4 separate regions of the Rattus norvegicus genome follow, and regions 2, 3 and 4 are each linked to region 1. A link is a contact called in public Hi-C data. All regions are on one chromosome and are shown on one strand. The core of a region is the stretch at or near the end of the contact, and the rest is flanking DNA. Distances in the headings are between cores, read along the strand shown. Region 1 holds the start of Zfp462 (zinc finger protein 462). Region 2 has its middle 310 kb from the start of Zfp462. Region 3 overlaps LOC120103069 (40S ribosomal protein S18-like). Region 4 overlaps LOC120103069 (40S ribosomal protein S18-like).

What was found. Hi-C and Micro-C count contacts between places; a contact is called where the count stands out from the background.
Region 2: a Hi-C map of Schwann cells shows a contact between it and region 1, with 5 times the contacts expected there. The contact joins the enhancer-like site here to the promoter of Zfp462 in region 1. A contact is called at or near these places in 2 of 12 Hi-C or Micro-C datasets (the A7r5 cell line and Schwann cells) and 1 of 1 datasets of contacts at active chromatin or transcription factors (oligodendrocytes).
Region 3: a contact with region 1 is called in a Hi-C map of Schwann cells, with 14 times the contacts expected there. The contact joins the enhancer-like site here to the promoter of Zfp462 in region 1. A contact is called at or near these places in 2 of 12 Hi-C or Micro-C datasets (the A7r5 cell line and Schwann cells) and 1 of 1 datasets of contacts at active chromatin or transcription factors (oligodendrocytes).
Region 4: a Hi-C map of frontal cortex shows a contact between it and region 1, with 2.8 times the contacts expected there. The contact joins the enhancer-like site here to the promoter of Zfp462 in region 1. A contact is called at or near these places in 2 of 12 Hi-C or Micro-C datasets (the A7r5 cell line and frontal cortex) and 1 of 1 datasets of contacts at active chromatin or transcription factors (oligodendrocytes).

What each region holds. Positions count from the first base shown.
Region 1 is chr5:74,466,224-74,470,673 of GRCr8, reverse strand. Zfp462 (zinc finger protein 462) reads right to left here and starts at 2,031. Exons shown (of 13, transcript NM_001427395.1): 1 at 1,842-2,031.
Region 2 is chr5:74,156,972-74,161,421 of GRCr8, reverse strand. No RefSeq gene overlaps it. Among named protein-coding and RNA genes, the nearest start is that of Zfp462, 310 kb to the left of the region's middle. Within about 2 kb of position 1,786, at least 6 of the 93 cell types and tissues checked have an H3K27ac peak or open chromatin away from gene starts, as enhancers often do. A contact at or near this core is called in Schwann cells, where this site is marked.
Region 3 is chr5:74,772,423-74,776,872 of GRCr8, reverse strand. All of the region lies in intron 1 of LOC120103069 (40S ribosomal protein S18-like), which reads left to right. Among named protein-coding and RNA genes, the nearest start is that of Trnal-aag10, 110 kb to the right of the region's middle. Within about 2 kb of position 1,767, at least 11 of the 93 cell types and tissues checked have an H3K27ac peak or open chromatin away from gene starts, as enhancers often do. A contact at or near this core is called in Schwann cells, where this site is marked.
Region 4 is chr5:74,749,828-74,754,277 of GRCr8, reverse strand. All of the region lies in intron 1 of LOC120103069 (40S ribosomal protein S18-like), which reads left to right. Among named protein-coding and RNA genes, the nearest start is that of Trnal-aag10, 87 kb to the right of the region's middle. Within about 2 kb of position 2,632, at least 22 of the 93 cell types and tissues checked have an H3K27ac peak or open chromatin away from gene starts, as enhancers often do.

The DNA of each region.
Region 1 (4,450 bases), core at 782-3,281:
CTTAAAAGCCCTAATTTCCTTGCTTAATGAATAGACAGTGAGGAACCACCTCAAGGTCTCCCTCTGGAGAGGGAGAAGGAGCAGGCTGGAAATGCTTACTCCTTCAGCCATCACCAACAGCTTCAAAATGGAGCCATCCATAATTTTATAAACACTTCTCATCTCAGCTTTGTCTCCTGGAAGCCTGCTCTCCTCCATTTTCTGGTAGAGTTACAGAATGACAAGGGTTACCTGACTCAGTTCCCAGCTCTCAACCCAACTAGTCACTTCCTCCCCAAACCTGCAAGCAACCTCCAGAAACAAAACCAAAGCAAGCCAAACAGCCAACACAGACACTCAGACACAGCCCCCGGGAGCCCTGGAGAAAGCCCCAACTGGTTGGTCTTTCCCCATCCCAGGCGCATGCTTAAAAATGAAACTTTTTTCTTTTCTTTTCTCTCTTCTTCTTCTTCTTTTTTTTAAAGGTTGGGGAGGAATATAAAAGGAACTCCAGGCAATCTCCTCCCCTCCCTCTCTGTAGGTTAGGAGCCACAATGAAAAGAAATCCAGGGTTCCTTCAGGGATGGTGAACAGCCTGGAGAATGAACGTGAGAAGGAGCTTTGTGTTTTGGAGTCTGGACTGGAACCAAAGCAGACAGCTTGCAAATGGAGGACAGGGAGATAAAGAAAGGGAAAGAGAGGGGCTGCTCCAATGGGGGCGGCTGAGGCTTCCCCCCGTGCCTGGAGGGAGGGCAGACCCCTGGGAACCGCACCAGGAGTGAGAGCCCCCCCACCCCCACTCCAGGCCCCTGCCTTCCTTTCTCCCAGCCTCAGAGGAGAGCCGAGCGTGTGTAATGGCTTCTCCTCTCCAGAAACCGTTGTCCTCCTGCAACCGACGCTTCTGAACCTTCAGCCTAGAGACAGCTCCTTAGCTGTCCCTCAACCTGCGCCCCCACCCGGCAAGCAGCACCCCCCCTCTCGTTTATCGCCTCTCTCCTCCCCAGTAGCAGCAGCGGCGGCTGCTACCCCCTCGACACATCCAGACCCCGCATCCCAACTTCGGAGAGAGAAGAGAGAGAGAGAGAGAGAGAGAGAGAGAGAGAGAGAGAGAGAGAGAGAGAGAGAGAGAGGGAACCAAATACCTGGGGAAGAGGGGGGTGCCAATCCACACGGCTTTGCCATCGGGCAGGGGACAGGCAGACAGAGGAGGGGAAAGGAAGCAGAGGGACAGAGAAAGAAAGAGGTCAACCCGCTCAGGTCGGGGCCGCTCGCACTGAGCGCTCCCTCCTCTGACCCCTTGCTCGCTCCCTCTGGCTCGGGCTCAGGTCTCCCCTGGCCTCCAGCCCTCCGCCCCCCTTCTCTGTTCCTACTCCTGTCCCCACACTCCGAGCATCCGTCCTAAGCCTCCAGCTCAATCCTCACTCATCTTTCATTTTTTCTCTCTCTCTTCTCTTCACAGAACTACACGAAATTAATTAAGCCACAGGGCTCGCCACCCCCCCTCCACCCCAAAGCAGAAGGCAGAAGGAGCAGCCAGCAGGAAAAGCACAGCCACCTCCACAGCTACCACCACCACCTTCTCCTCTTCCTCCTCCTCTTCCTCCCTAGCTTCTTCTCCTCCTCTTCCTCCTCCCCCAGCTGCTCTCCCTCCTCCCCCCCCCCTTCTCCTCCTCCTCGGTCTCTCTTTAGCTTCTTCTCCTCTCTCCTCCTAGCCAGCCCATGCAGGGGACTTCCTCTCCTCCCCGTGCCGCCAGCCCTCCTTGGCCGAATGAATGAGCGCGTTTGTGCCTCCACCGCCCCGCGCTCTCCTCCGCGGAGCACTCAGACCACCCCGGAGGTGGTGGTTAATTGCAGTAACTTACAGAAGAAGCGTCCCGGCGCCGGGAGGTGCTTCGGGTTCTCCAGCCCCACCGCCTCCTTATCCTCTTTCTCTTTCTCCTCTTCCTGCTCGGGTTATTGTTGTGGAAGTTGTTTGGGAGTCTCATGTGCTTCTGCCGGGTCTCAGCAATGGAGGATCGCCATCTTCCCTGCCTTCCTCGGCTCCTCAGACTCGCTGCAGCTGCAGATGACCTGAGATATCCGTCTCTCTCCCCTCTCCCTCCCTCTCCTCTCACTTACTCTCTCTCTCTCTCTCTCTCTCTCTCTCTCTCTCTCTCTCTCTCTCTCCTCTCTCTCTGCTCTTCTCTCTCCTCTCCTCCCTCTCCCTCGCGCGCGCTCTCTCTCTCTCTCTCCCTCCCTCTGTGTCTCTCTCTGAATAATGAGCAACCAGAGGGAGAGAGAAAGCAAGACAGAAAGAGAGAAGACAATCTTCTCCTGCCACACAAAACGCCGGAGCACCAGGGGGTGCGCGAAGCCTTTCTAATAACAACAACGTGCTGGAGAGAGGAAGGGAAAGAAAGAAATAAATGAGAAAAGGGCTGGGAGAAAATGGGAAGAATTATCCAAGAGCTGAAGAAGCGCAGGAGAAGCTGGAGGAGATGCTGAAGCTGCGACTGCTGCCCACCCCCCTCCCGCGCTGAACCCCAGAAGGAGGCAAGGTGGTTGCAAAGTTAAGGCTGGGACATTGTCTTTGTCACTCTGAACAACACAGAGCCAGGCCAGTGAGATGTAAGAGGAGGAGGTGGCGGCGGCGGCGGAGGAGGAGGAGGAGGTGGTGGTGGTGGTGGAGGAGGAGGAGGAAGAGGAGGAGAAGGAGGCAAAGGAGGTGGAGAAGGGGAAGAGAGATGAGATGAATAAAGACCTGCGGAAAAGGCGGTGCGAGAAGCGGGACCGCCGGGTCCCAGGCGTGCGCTCTAGGATTCAGGAGGCGCCCGGCCTCCCTGGTCAGAGGAGCAAGCCCCTAATGGGGACCCCGAAGCGCTCGCACCGTCAGCTCTGCCCCAAGCGCCCAACCCCGGCTCCAGAGGGTCCCTCAAATGTATCCATCTAGAGGCCAATCTTTGCAAAGAACTGAAGGTTGCAAGTCTAAACCCAGATCAACCACGTGGGGCTTTTTAATTCCTTTCCAGCTTTCAGTGTATCTTCAGTGAAGGGCTCAAGTTGTCCATTACTGGCACGCATTTTTAAGCCTTCGCCCTCTAAAGGCTCATTGTGCGTTTTATATCTCTTCTGATTTGGAAAGAAGAAGGAACCCATCATTCTGATCTAGAAGCTACCACTTTCTTTTCTGAACTTGTGAAATGTTTTGACGGCGCACCAGAGCTGGGGGGGGGGGGCGTGCTTAAATAACTTTCCACCCTCACGCCCGGTGTTGTTTGCACATTGTTTGCACTTTCCGGCTGATCATCTAAAGGCTTGGAAAGTAACAATCATCGCTCCTAATGATAAGGTGCCATGGTGTTGAAGACAAGAGAGCCAAACTGCAGCATCACACCTTGAATTTTTATTTAGTGTAATTTCCCCCAAAATTGTCTGTTCAGGACGATACTTCTTCCAAGAATGGTTTTCCACCCCTTCTCTCACCAGGTTAAAGATCTCCTAAAGATGGTTAATGAGGGGAACTATGGTACCAAAAACAAAACAAAACAAAACAAAAAATAGAGAAGAAAAAAATCAATACAGCAAGTCAGGAGTAATCGAAGTTCAAGGGCATGAGTTGGTGGAACCATCTCTATTTCTCAGATCCTCTAGTTGGACATCAACAGCCCCAAGAGAGAAAAAGCACGCAGCACGGCGCGCGGGGCAGAGACCTTAATTAAAGTTTCTTTTGTCCGCCTCTGAATTAGGGGTTGTTGCTGGATTCCTTCGCATAGAGGAGCGCGCATCCGGTGAAGGCGCGGTGTTGAGGATCCTGGGCGAGATTGTCCTCTTTAATACTTGCCCCCTTTCCCCTCCCCCACAGTCAGGGCAGCTAGACTGGTAAACCCATACAATAAAAGCAGAGGAGACACGCACGGCACGGAGTTGGTTCTCATCGGATAGCGGCGTTTCCTAAGCACAGCTAAAATTCTCATTTCCCAAGATTTTCCTGATTGTGTATTCCAGGGCAGAATGTCTCACCCTGACGCACGATCTAACCCCCTTCCAGTCAACACTTCCTGCCCTTTTCTCCTCCCACTCACATTGAAAAGCTTGGGAGTCCTAAAAGGGTGTTGATGGCTGGGGGTGATAAATAAATAAATAAATGACACTACGCGTGCGGTGGAGAAGAAAGGAGGGGGAGGATGAGGGGAGGGGAGGGGAGGGGGGGAAGTCAGAGAGAGGAGAGCGAGGAGAAAGGACTCCGGCGCAAGGAAGCCGGGAGTCAAAGAAAGCAGAGGAAGAAAGGAAAGATCTCTGAGGCTGCTCCGCAGTGAGATCCGACTGGCTTTGTGCAAAGGGGGAAGACTCCCTTCTTTCCAGGTGCCAGAGGGACCTGGGCAAGTCCATCGGTCCCGCGCTCCTCCCCACCAGGACCCCAAGGGTGTCTGAGTGCTGACCGCCGCTCCCCCTTCAATTCCTCGTGGCCAAGAGAGGAAGCGCGCCAGGTCTG
Region 2 (4,450 bases), core at 537-3,036, 310 kb after region 1:
AAGGGATAATTGTTCAAATGTCTTCAGCTCGCAGTGGGCGCTGTCTTTCCTCTGAGGCACATTTCACAGGATCTTGGCTGCAGTCATGACCCAGGTTAAACATAGACTGTGGCCTCATAGCTTGCTATTGCTCAATCCGTTCATTATATACTCATCAAAAAATTGACCGAACTCCTACAGGGTGACAAGTAGTGTTCTAGAAACTGGGAAGATAGGTGTGAACAACGCAGGCAGTGCTGTCATCTCTATGAAGTGTCCACTTGGGAAAGAAACTGGCATTCAAAAATAAACCTGTAGACAGACAAAGAATATTGCCTTAAAAGGCTTAGAATGGCCACCCAGCGAGGGAGGTCGCCAGCATCTCATGTAAGAAGGCAATAGGCGCCCAGAGGACGGTGAGTTCACGAAGTGTTTTGAATTCAGGAACAGGGACAAGGCAGGGCTTTTCCAGCCCCACCATCTCAGGGAAATTTTTCTGGGGCCCATCATGCAACGTCAAGCTTCTCATTGTAAAGTTCCTCCCTTCCATTTAGGGTTATGAGGCTAAAGCGAACCCGTAGAAGAAAAACATTTACCACGGTACCCTACGCTTGGGCTTCATTAGGAAATACCCATGCCCAGCTGCTGTGGCAGAAGTTCACAGAACACAAGTGACGGCAACACTGAAATAACAGGAGAAATGTTTTAGAAGCTTCTGGAAGTCAGCGACTTGCCTTCTTCTGCGGAAGGACTCTAGATGGGTTTGGAACGCAGGAGTTTGTTGTGGAGGTGAAGACATCAGTGGGGAGAGGAAATAGCTTGTATCACGCCTGAAAGAGCTGAGCTCATGCAGGGGGCTGGGGGCGGAGTGGGGACCATAATTACTTCTTCTGGTTAGAATGTGAGTGCCCTAGAGGAGGGGTGAGAGAGATGAGCTGGCTTAGCTCACAGAATAATCCCCTTTTCTATGGCTGTCAGGAGCTCTGGGAGGCGATGAGCCAGAGAGAAGCTCTGAGGGACACAGGCCTGGATGTGGTGGGCCACTTGGACCTCCGTCATCGAGAGGTGAAACCCCAATGTGTGCCAAATTGCCTCTTCAGGCTCCAGCCTCTCCTTACCATGGACCGTTTGCCTGTCTGGAATGAGATAATCTGTCAGACACCAGCTGCTGAGCATTCTTCCCTCATGGGCACATTTATTATTATGTTACAACGCGCATGGAGAATCTTAACCATCACTGGAGTGAAAATGATTAAAATGTGAGGTTTGTGATGTGTGCGTGTGTGTGTGTGTGTGTGTGTGTGTGTGTGTGTGTGTTGTTTTGTTTTGTGTGTGCAAAATTCTCCAACCTTCCTTCTGCCACAGACAGCATCACTGGTCATGCACTGTGTTGGGGGACAGGCTGGGGGGAGTCCTTGTCATAATTAACAAAACAACCAGCCAGAGAATCCCAGGGTCTCCAGGCGGGGAAGGGAGAGACTGTATGGAGCCTTTGTGATCAGCCCACGAGTTCAGCAGCCAGGGATGCTGGGCTGTGTCTCTGCAAAGTGCACGGGATGGGCTGGCTGGCTGTGAGAGCTGCACCATGTCTAATTATGTACCAGGAGGCAAGAAAAGGTGTAGGTCTGTCTTTCCAGTTCAGAGGGAGAAAAAAAATATGTGGTGTCTCGCGTCTAAGAAACGAACAGGCTGACCTTTTCAGAACGTCTGAAAGAAAAAACCAGATGTATTTCTCAAGAGTCAGTGTGACTGAAGGCTCGCATTGTGCTCTCACATAAAGGGAGAGCTAACCAGAAACCAGCAGCTGATGATCTGAAGCCAGGCTGTGCTATTGTCCGGCACACAAATGTTCTACAAGGACCCAGACCACCATGCAGTTCTCTGTGCATAGACTATGGAGTTTGGGGGAGAAGGCGGGGAGGGGGTTGCACAGGCTTTTCTTTTCCTCTTTCGCTTTCTTCCCTTCTTAAAACCTTTTTCCTTCCAATCCCCCCACAGTTGCTCACATTCAACTGCTAGCAATTATTCCCCTTGACCCTCCTTGCTCTCCAAACAGGGGTGTGGGCCTCTGAAGGTTTCCCCCTCTTTGTACCTGACAATCCCATGTTATAGGCAGGCTCTCCGGGAGGAGATGAGGTCCGATCTCCCTGGGGACCTTCACCAGGGAGTGGAGTGGCTGTGATTTATTCTCTACAGAGCAAAGTCAAAGCTAGGCAACCGTATGCCGAGAGGCAGGCAAGGAGAATCCTCTCCTGTTCATCAAGGGCAGCTCTTCTATTGTCCTTGGGGAGGCCCAGGGCAAAGGCTTGTAGTGTAGAGGGGGAAGGGAAAGGAAGAGAAAGATGAAAAAGAATAGGCAGCCTGCAAGACCCTTCCCTATTTCTGCTCATTTGGTTTAGGTCCTCTCCTGAAGCCTTCTAACATCTTGTCTCCCCTACATTCTGTAGTGATTAGAGGTAGACCCTTGACTTACCTGCTTGGCTTCCCATTGTCCCCAGTGTTATCTTTGCACCAAGTGGGTTCCCAGTGAACAGCTGCCGACAGGAATTAAGCCCTTCAGATTATTGGCTGCATTCCTACTTGTCAACAAAGAATAGCTCCTCCTAACAGCAGCCTCCTTGGCTAATGTAAAGTGGTCCCTGCCTCAGAGACTCGATCACTTACTTCATTGGGGGGGATTTTCCTCCTTTGAGGGGATTTTCCCCCTGCATCTGTAGACGATCAATTAACTACTTTCATTAGCCTGTAAGCAAAAGCAAGCAAACAAACAAACTAACCACATTGCCTAACAAGATGAAATTGTCACTCTCCGTCCTTTTAAGAGGTCTGACTATACTTTATTTTGAAAGTCCACTTGGGACTCACTCAACCATATTCTAGAGTCCAGATCTCACTACTTTTACAATTGCCACCAGAAATCCTAGTACCCAATGGCCAAACACAGGGCCACTTCTGTGTCTAACCTAGGGACTGCTCCTGGGGTTATTACAGGTTACACTCTGTCTTTTGTAACCTTTTCTACTGGAAATAATTTTGATTATATATATCTTGAATCCTCTCTCTCTCTCTCTCTCTCTCTCTCTCTCTCTCTCTCTCTCTCCACTAAATGACTATAAAGTTCATGTGATATCAACAATAGTTGTAACCACTACTCATACTTAATGTTCAATGTATGTTTTTCGGTATTGTTTTAAAAGATTTACATGTATAATCTCAATCTAGTTCTAGTTTTTTTTTGTTGTGAAATACACTGTTATACCAAGCAAATCACTATTTCCAATTCAATAAATACATTTTGAATCAAGAAGTGAATCTAAGAGTACATCCAACAAATTAAAGCACAATATTAGAAAAAAAAAGTTCCTAGAAAACAATCACATCAAAAACTTTGTCTTTTCAAAAATATGAGTGACTCTAGCTTTGGACAATAATTTTCAAATACACTGAATCTTTTAGGACATATTTTTATTTACCATGGGTCAGAGGGACTCGAGAGATGGCTCTCTGGTTAAGAACATTTATTGTTCTTCCAGTGAACTTGAGTTTGGTTCCCAGTTCAAGAACTCCTGTAATTCCAGCTCAGGGATATCTAATAGCATCTTCTGTTGCCCACTGGTACCCATCCGCACATATATGCATTAAAAAAATCTTAAAATGTATCCTGAAATAAGCTATTTTGGAAAATTTATGTAACTTGATCCATTTTGGAGGAAATTATTTTTTGATTTCTTGTTAGAGAATCAATCAACTGAGTGGTTGACTGATTGATGATTTATTGACTGGTTTTATGAGACAGGGTCTTACTCTAGCTCTCATTTAATCTACGCTAGCCTGGAACTGACTATGTATTGCAAGTTGCTCTTAACTGCATGGTGATCCTCTTGCCATAGCCATCTGAGTGCTGGGATTGCAGATTGAGCTACCATACCTGGATAGAAAGTATTGCATATTGCAAATCAATCATCTAAGATAATGAACACTGGTATATACACCACACGTAGCACCCTTAAAGGCTTCCCCCCACAAACAGAGCCGTACAACTACACACAGACTTTATTTATCACAAGTGATGCTGCATTTAAGATTTATCTTAAGAAATCTCAGACGCTTTGAAGTCAATGCTCCTATTTAACAGATAAGAAGACTGAGGTTCAGGAAGATGATGTTGCTCATAATAGAAAACGTAATGGCAGCCCCGTATCTGACATGTACCCTCAGGCATATTATCATTTTTTTTTTGTCTTTTTTTTTTTTTATTAACTTGAGTATTTCTTATATACATTTCGAGTGTTATTCCCTTTCCCGGTTTCCGGGCAAACATCCCCCTCCCCCCTCCCCTTCCTTATGGGTGTTCCCCTCCCAACCCTCCCACCATTGCCGCCCTCCCCCCATAGACTAGTTCACTGTGGGTTCAGTCTTAGCAGGACCCAGGGCTTCCCCTTCCACTGGTGCTCTTACTAGGATATTCATT
Region 3 (4,450 bases), core at 518-3,017, 310 kb before region 1:
ACTCCAATGGATCCTGTGTTTATCTGGCTGACAACCAGAGAAAATTTTCTCCCTCATGACCCTATGACGAAGTTAGCTGGATCCTGGTTAAAAAAAAAGAAAGAGAAAAAGAAAAAGAAAAGTCACCTATGCCCTGAGCAAAGCTTTCATGCAAAGCTCTGGTGGAATACTAAAGGGACAATGTTTCGGAATGTGTCTGAGCTCACACGGCAAGAGACACAGGCCTATTTTTGCACCTGCTCCGCTAATAAATGAGAGCCTGTGTGGCAGAATTTTCTGTGGCACCTGCTTTCATTACGGCGCACAGGGACCCATGGCCTGACGACCTCTTCCATCTACATAGTGAATAACAAAATTGACTCAGGTCAGTTCTAGCCAAGAGGGTCATGGAAAGAAGTTCAGTTTTGGAATGAGACAAATTTGGGCTAAAATCCCAGCTGTATCTCTGACAGCCTGAGTCACCTACGATGTCCCTTCACACTGGTGACAATGATCCCTGCCCGCCTCACCAGGCTGTTGCTATAATTACGTGAGATCAAGCATGGAGAGCATTACAAGTGTTTGCTGTCATTCAGTGTCCGACTGGGCTCAGTCACACAGCTAAGAAGTAAGGAGCTGTCCGAGGTCTCACCCCTGAGGACAAGACCTTTCCCCCCAAGCAGAGAATGAGGGACTTGAACATTAATTAGGAATCCAGGGTGCAGGGTTATACGTACTTTCACATACATTCTCTTTCTTGATTTTTCACAGAAGCCTTTTGTTTTTAAAAATTCTTGTCCCCATTAAAAAATATAAGTGCATTTTGGAAATAGGGCTCAGAACAGGTACTGCTTGTTATTGTCTTTGAGGTAGTGGTTTCCCTGGGAGCTTCAAAACTCCCTCCCTCCTCTGTGCAAGGTACCTCCCAGACCTGTGAGTGTCTAAGCTGGGGCCCCCTTCAGAGCTTTAACCCTGACTGTGCTCTAGACTTTATAAGCCACTTTCTCTCAAATTGCAATGGTTTTTATTTTACTCCCTTGTGAGGAGAGCAGAGTCAATTTCCATTGTGCCTGTCCTGAAGGTAGGGAAAACCAAAGGTCAGAGAAAATTCTGCAAAGATTTGGACAAGAACTAGTGTGTGTGTGTGTGTGTGTGTGTGTGTGTGTGTGTGTGTGTGTACATGTGCTCACTCTATATCGATGCCCTCAGAGTGTCCTCTTCTGATCATAGTTGCACCTAAGAAAAGGTAGACTTGGAGACTTGGGTTTATGGAGAATTCATTACTAGCAAAAGAGAACCAGGTTCTGATGGCCGGCACCAGTGGCATCATCTGATCCCTGTATGCCTCTTCCAGACCATGCGTTCCCTGCCATCTAGAGCAGAGGCCAGAGGGTTTTCCATGTGTGCCTGTCATACCCATTTCATTCTGCCTCTGTTTTTCCATCTGCTCATGTAGGCTCTGTAGTTACGGGTTTGTCTCTGCCAAATGTTTCTGAGGTCTGGAATGGAGAGAGAGCAGCAGAGGCCAGAGCATTGATGCCATGGGAAAGTTGGCTTTTCCAAGGATCTTTCTCCTCCTCCCCAGGTTCTTGGGGGTTGGGGGTGTGTCAGTGGACAATTAAGACATAGCGCTGGACAACAGAAGCCTCTGACAGTCTCACGGATCAGCCTGGTACCTCCACTCCCAGCATTCATGGGCACACACAGTTCCTCCTGGGACAATGCCACCAAGTCATCTTGAACTGTGGAACCAGAGTACCCAACGTCATGAGAGAACACAGAGGCCTCTTTCTGGCTGGTGGTGTGATTTCAACAGAAAACCCTTCTCAGGCAGGAAGAAGCAATTCTCGCGCCGTGTCCCTAACAAAAGCTGACCTCTTCTTCAGTGGCACTACTGGGCAGGGCCAGAATCAAGCTGGGGTTATTTCCCCAGCATTGCCATAGTCATAGCAACAGCTTTGATTAATGCCATGGCCCATTAGAGAGATAATGTCAGCCCTAATCAGAAACGCCTCAAGTAGCTCTCTTTGCATTTTGGTAAATGGAGTAATCACATTACGGTTGGATGTGTCTGGGAGCTGATTGCTGTCTCGAAAGTCTGCCTGATTTTCCAGGTTAAGGGGTGTCAGGGGGCCTGAGCTGCAACTAATCATGGTGCATTGTTAGGAGTGTTGAGGGGAAAACAGAAGGCACAGAGACAGATGGGGAGGTTGCTGCCCTATCCTCCTCCTGGGTCAACAGGGGATCCCTGGACTGGTGGTCTATTGGCAGGGACTGCTTTCCTGAGGATGAGCTCAGTGTCGCAGAGATGGTGACCGTGCTGTGGATAAACACAAGGAAGGAGAGCACGGCCAGCAAGAGCAGGCAGGTGCCTCAGTTGGGCCCGGCTTCCCCTTCTCCTTCTGTATCAAACTGCTGCTGATGGACAGCCAGCCTCGGGTCATGCCACTGGGCTGGAAAACTGGCAGGAGAGTGCTCACTTTTGGCCTGGAGATAGGAAACGGCAGAGGTGACATGTGCCCCTTGTAATGAGTGTACACTTGCTCTGTCATACTAGTCCTTGGACTTTGGCAGGTTCTGCCTTGTGGGAGACTCCGTTGAAGCTTCAGACTTGAGGGGAAAGTCTCAATGCATCTTGGGACAGGATGACATCCCTTCCTCTCTCTGTTTGTTGCAGAGAAATCATGAGAAGGAGAGGTGACATCTCTGAAGCCTGCACTCTCATCCGGAATGGATGCTCAGTTCCATCTCTCAAGAGACCCTCCCTATACTGATACCTCTGTCTGCCTTCCAACCTGACTGCCTTTGTTTCTGCAGGTCTACAGGGTGACAGTAGCAATAAATCATAGCCACCCATATGGAGAGATTAAGAGGAGGACCCGAGGAAATATGCATTGAGCCCCTGGAGGCTATTTTCAGATGCTCCTGGGAGGCTTTTTTTTTTTTTTTTGGAAAGGAGTCACACAGTTAACTATTTATGACAGTTGGAAGGCAGAGCAGAAATAGAAGAGCAGTACTTGGTGTCCCCGCCAAGACTGAGAGGTAAAAATCTTCTCAGAGGTCTAAAGCCACTTCAGAGCCATTAAATTTACTGTCTGTTAGACAACATTTAATATCTAGGATAACATTTTATTTTGGGACCCAGCAATAATTTTTTCTTTTCTGTTTTAAAAATTATCTCAGGGCCTGCCAAGTTGATGAGATAGAACTGTTACAGGGTCACAATGCTACCCTGTGGCTCCATCCCCATGGACACAGATCCTTAGCCAGTGAAACTGAAGTTCACCTCAGAGCTTCAAGATCAAGGTCCCTGGTCAGGGTTGGGGTGTGGAAAGTTATGGTGGGGAGACCAAGGACAACAAATAGATAACACGTTATGACATCACGAATCAGCCAATCTCCGTTTTCCATTTGTCTCTGTTCCAGGCTAAATTTTATCTTAATGAATCAATATTCTTCCCAGGAAGATGTTGGAATAGACACATTAAAGGACCCAACATTACAGCTTGACCTCAGCTCTTACAGACTGGTGTTCTACTGACTTGGAGAGAATGGATTTCCCAGGCTGTTTCTCTAACAGCTTTGTAAAGCGCCACAATGACCTCCCCTGGAGACATGTCCTTGACCATCAGTGCTCATAAACACAGCTGATCAAGGGCTTGAAAAATAAATCAAATTGAAGATGTGGCACCTTGACACCCTCCCCCACCCACCCTAGCCAACAGCTTTAAGCTAAACGAGTGGGTCTCAACCTATGGGTCACAACCCCATTTAGGGGTCGAATATAATATATCTTCCACATCAGATATTTACATAACAATTCATAACAGTAGCAAGGTTACAGTTATGAAGTAGCAATGGAAATAATTTTACTGTTGGGGTGAACGGTATTAAAGGGTCAACAGCATTAGGAAGGTGGAGAACCATTGAGGTAAATGAACACAAGAGATTCCCAGGAAAATGAGTTAACATTGTGGTCACAGTTTCTACTGTTCCTGCTGGCACTCTCGCTAGCTGTCTAATCCCGGACCTGAGATGGATCCAGTCAGTGGCAAGATGTGCTGCAATCTTCACCCTCCCTCAGTCCTGTCTACTGGGTTTCCCAGGCCCACCATTCTGACGAGCCTGTTACCACCTCAGACAGACCCGTTATACACATAGATCTAATTTAGGTCTACGTAGATTGTCTTCTTGATGGCCACTCCTTCTTGAGTCTTCAGTTTGGTCAATGGCATCTAACACTCTGAAACTGGCCATTTGGGTACCACCAATGTTGGGACTTTGGCTCTGTGAGACACTGCTCCCTCTGCAGATCTGGTAACTGTAACTGATCGTGCTTCTATTGATGGCTGTTTTCTTTGGTCCTAGCTAATCTCCTCACCCTGACTCCATGTGTGCTGTCCTTATTGTTACCTTGCACAGAGTTTGTATGGGAGCCTAGCAAATTGTGAGCTTCCCAAGAGCAGAAACC
Region 4 (4,450 bases), core at 1,383-3,882, 280 kb before region 1:
GTTTAATAACGATTCCTGTAGTAAAAGCTGTGCAGACCACCCAGGCACAAGCCCCCCAGACCTTATTTACTCCCCACACCCCCATCCCTGGCTTCCATCCATACCTATATTCTTTCCCTTTCTTAAAGCCGCTCTATTTGCTCTGCCTCACAACCCTGTCTGTTTTCCACCTGAACTATGGGGGTGCCTTGTGACTACATGGAGAGTGCTACCATTCTCTGTGTATGACCAGAATGGCACTGAAAAAGTCAGTATCCTATCAAGTCTCTGCTAAAATCCCGCTTTTCCCACCAAAGTATTCTACAGTCCTCGTGTTCTTTCCAAGGCTCCAATCTCATTTCACGCATATCTACTGTGATCTCCAAGGGTCATGGAAATGCGGTGCCCTCTGAGAACCTTCTTTCTGCTTCTGATCAGGAATAATGACTCCGAAACCTAGAGAGTGACTCTATGGTAGAGCTGTGCCTCACATGTACAAGGCCTGGGATTGATTCTCACAACTATAGAACAAACAAACAAACAAACAAACAACAACAGGAGTCCTTCTCACTTTAATTCTTATGACAGTCTCATTAAATAATTTATTCATTATTTCCTTGTTTTATTTTTCTATGCCTCATTACTCATTTAATAGTGGAGCCCACTATAAATCATCTTTAGGATAGGTGTGAAGGGAAAGTGAGCTGGATAAGGTGAACACTGATTTGCCATGTAGCATGTGTTATCATGTGTGTCTGTGTAGTGTGTACATGTTCATATGTGTATTTTTGCAAGAGTGTGTGTGTTTACACAGGTATACATGTACATGTATGCATGTGGAGGCCAGAGATTTACATTGGGCATCTTCCTGCATTTCCTTTCCACTTCAGTTTTTGAGGCAGGGTCTCTCACTGAGCCTGGAACTCATGGATTTGGCTAGGCTAGCTGAGCAATGAGCTTCAGGAATCTTCCTATCTCCATGCCCTAACCCAGTCCTGGAGTTGCCTCACCCAGCCTTTTCTATAGTATATTAGTTGGAGTTCCCTAGAGTATCAGACCATATAGAATAAATATTTCTATCATCTATCTATCATCTATTTATCTATCTTCTATCTATCATCTATCTATCTATCCATCATCTATGTGTGTATACACACATAAGTATGTATATATACATATATATGCACACATATATGTATATACACACATACACATATATAAAGGGGATTTATTAGAATGATTTATAAGCTGCAGCCCAGCTAATCCAACGATGTCTGGTAGTCAAGTCAAAGTCCAAGAATGCAGTAGTTGCTCCATTCACCGAGCTGGCTTTCTCAGCTGGCCTTCAATCTGAGGTGGAATCCCAGAGAGTCAGGCTCTAATGCTAGTGAAGGAATGGACTCACTAACAAGGCAAGAGAAAGCAGACAGAGAGCAAAGGCTTCAGTCTTCTGTGTCCTCATGTAGACCTCCAGCAGAAGGTGCGGTCCAGATTAAAGATAGATATGACGTTATCTTATTGCTTCAAGATCCTGATTCCCAGTTTGAAAGATCTGGATTAAAGGTGTGATTCATAACTCAGAGATCCAGAGTAGAAGTGGATCTTCCTACTTTAAATAAAGCAAAAACAAAACAAGTCCCCCACGATTGTGCCCTTGATCTTTGGATTTTAGTTCCAGATGTAGTCAAACTGATGCTCAAGAATAGCCACCACACATGGGCTCTGGGGGTCCAAGCTGGGGGCTTCATACTTGTGAGATGAGGCACTTTACCAACTAAACCATCGTTCACTTTTGCTGTTTGTTTTGTGGACATTGTCTCCTTCTTTATCCAATCTATGAAGTAGTTAGCTCTGTCGGTCCTAGTTCAAAAAATGAGGACACTGTGGTTGACAGATGTTAACCACTTCTCAAAGCAAGAGCCCAGAGCTGGAGTCACACTCCGCCAGATTGACACCCTGCCAGTCTGACTGGAGGTCACAACTGCAGGCACTTTCCTGGGCTATCTCTTACTACAAAGGAAGGAAGGCAGGTAGAGAAAACCTTGTCACCTAAGAGTTTAGAGGCTGCTGCTTCTGGCTGCTGATTGGGTCCTAGTGACCACCCATTTTTGACTGGGACTGTCTAACTACTTCTATGGGCATGCCCTCTGTTGGATTATAATCTCTTTGAGGGGAGGAATGGTACAGTACCACCTCATCCACCCCCAACTCTCAGGCCCAGAATTCATCCTGTTACATTTAAGGATTGAATTAATAAATTATCAAATTTGTCAGACCAACCATGCTGCGAGTTTTCCTGGGTAATAGGATTTAATTATATTCAGCTCGGGGCCCTGCACAATAGGGACATTGACAAGCTGGAGCACATCAACAAAGTGGAGGGGGCTGTTTTGAAGACTATTTATAAACACTGCCTTTTCTTAGCATTTATTCGGAACATATTAAAATAACCTGTGAATGTGTTAGAAGGTCTTTCTGTTCCTCACTTTATAAATGATTGTTTCAGTTTTAAACAAAGCTGTTTGCCTTTTCTTCATGCAGCAGGGTGTCTGTCCTGATAATTGTGTAGGATCTGTAATGAGAAAGCACAGTACAGCTGTTTAAAAAAAAGTGGCACTAAGAAATAAGTTTCCAAAGTCAAGAGGACGGTGGGCACAAGGAGCACATTCTACCCTGCACCGTGGGTCTGCTCATGCTTATCGTGACCTGAGAGATCCCGGTGTGCATGTTGCTGGTTTAGAGCCTGGCGCACACATTTTACAAGTAGGAGACTCACAGCCACTGAGTGGCTCAGCTGCAGGTCTTTTGAGACATTTTTCCACATCCTATCGTTGTTCTTGCCTGACTTCCCCATAAACTGGCTCTCCTCATAGGCAAAGCTCAAGGCTGGCTGTAGCTCTCTACCTGGGAATCCAGCAGGACACAGAGAATGAGGCTCAGAACTCAGGTGGTGTGGTGTTTTCCCTTCTCCGTTGGGGACAAATAGGCCTTGCTCTCTAAGGAAGGCTATAGGGGCAAGCGCTGGGGAGATTCTAAATTAAGAGAGTATTTTCCCCGTGGAATAAAACAAGCTTAAGCTAAGATTTTTGAGACCAGAGCCAAGATGTGGAGTTAGATGGCTAGAATATGCAATTGCCTTGCACTGAGAGGGCCTCCGTAGGGACAGTCTTGTTCACAGGGCTGGAACTCTTTAGGTCCAGGAACTGAGTTTCCTGGAGAGGTACGGCCTCTACTCCTTCTCTTTGCTATGGATTCATCTCCTATTTAGTCCAAAAATTCTGTTCAGTATCATTAGTCTGTCTATCCATATGTCTGTCTGCCTATCTATCTATCTATCTATCTATCTATCTATCTATCTATCTATTTTGACAGGGTCTCACTATGTATCTCTGGGTCACTTTGTAGACCAGGCTGGCCTCACTCAAACTCACAGTGATCTGCCTGCCTCTGCCTCCCAAGTACAGGCCTTAAGTGCACCACCATGCCCAGCATTTGTTGTTTGATTTGTTTTTGAGATAGGGTCTCACTATGTAGCTCAGATTGGTTGTGACCTCTCTGTCTTCTGGCCTAAGCTTCCTGAATACTAGGATTAACGACATGAGCCACCCTGCCTGGTGCTTTCTTGACTGTTTAGAGTGGTGGTTCTTAACTCGTGATCTTTAATACAGTTCGTGTTATTGTGGTTCCCCCAACCAAAAAATTATTTTTGTTGCTACTTCATAATTTTGCTACTGTTATGAATTGTAATGTAAATATTTGTCTTCTCAGATGGTCTTAGGTGACCCCTGTGAAAGAGTCATTCTGACTCCAAAGGGGTTGCGACCCACAGGTTGAGAACTATGGTTTAGGGGCGGGGGACTTTTGATTATGTCTACTGAGATCTGGCAGTTTTAACCAACTGCAGAGGGTGACCTCAGTCCCCTTATTTTAAATGTCTTTCTCATTCTCTTATTTCCAATATGAACTATGAAACTGTACTCATTTGACAGACAAACGGAACAATTTCAGGTCCAGCATTAGCTTAGCATCCTTTCCTCCCTCCTGTATCAGCATCATCTAGAAGGTGTTCCTCTGGGACATCTGATTGCAGGTTTTACTTTCTGCAAGTATCCTTAGGCTACGGGATGGCTTGGTGCCTTCAAGTGGGATCTGCTGGTACCCACAGGGCAGCCTCTGAGATGACGCCTTTCTTTCCTTTTGCCACACGAAGGCAGTATTTAAGCAGCAGCTGGTGGCCTTCCAGCTTGCAATCTTTCTTCTCTTGGCTCCGAGATTTTTGTGATTCGGCCACAGATCCCTTCTGTACACCAACACTTCTTGTTCATGACCCTGAATGCACTTATAATCCTCTCCTGAGACCCCACTCACGAGAGCCTCATCTCTAATTCACCGTCTGCTTTCTGTCCTCTGCCTCCCTGCCTTCCTCTTGCCCTGAGCCTGTCTTCCTCTTTCAACATAGGCCATTTCTCCA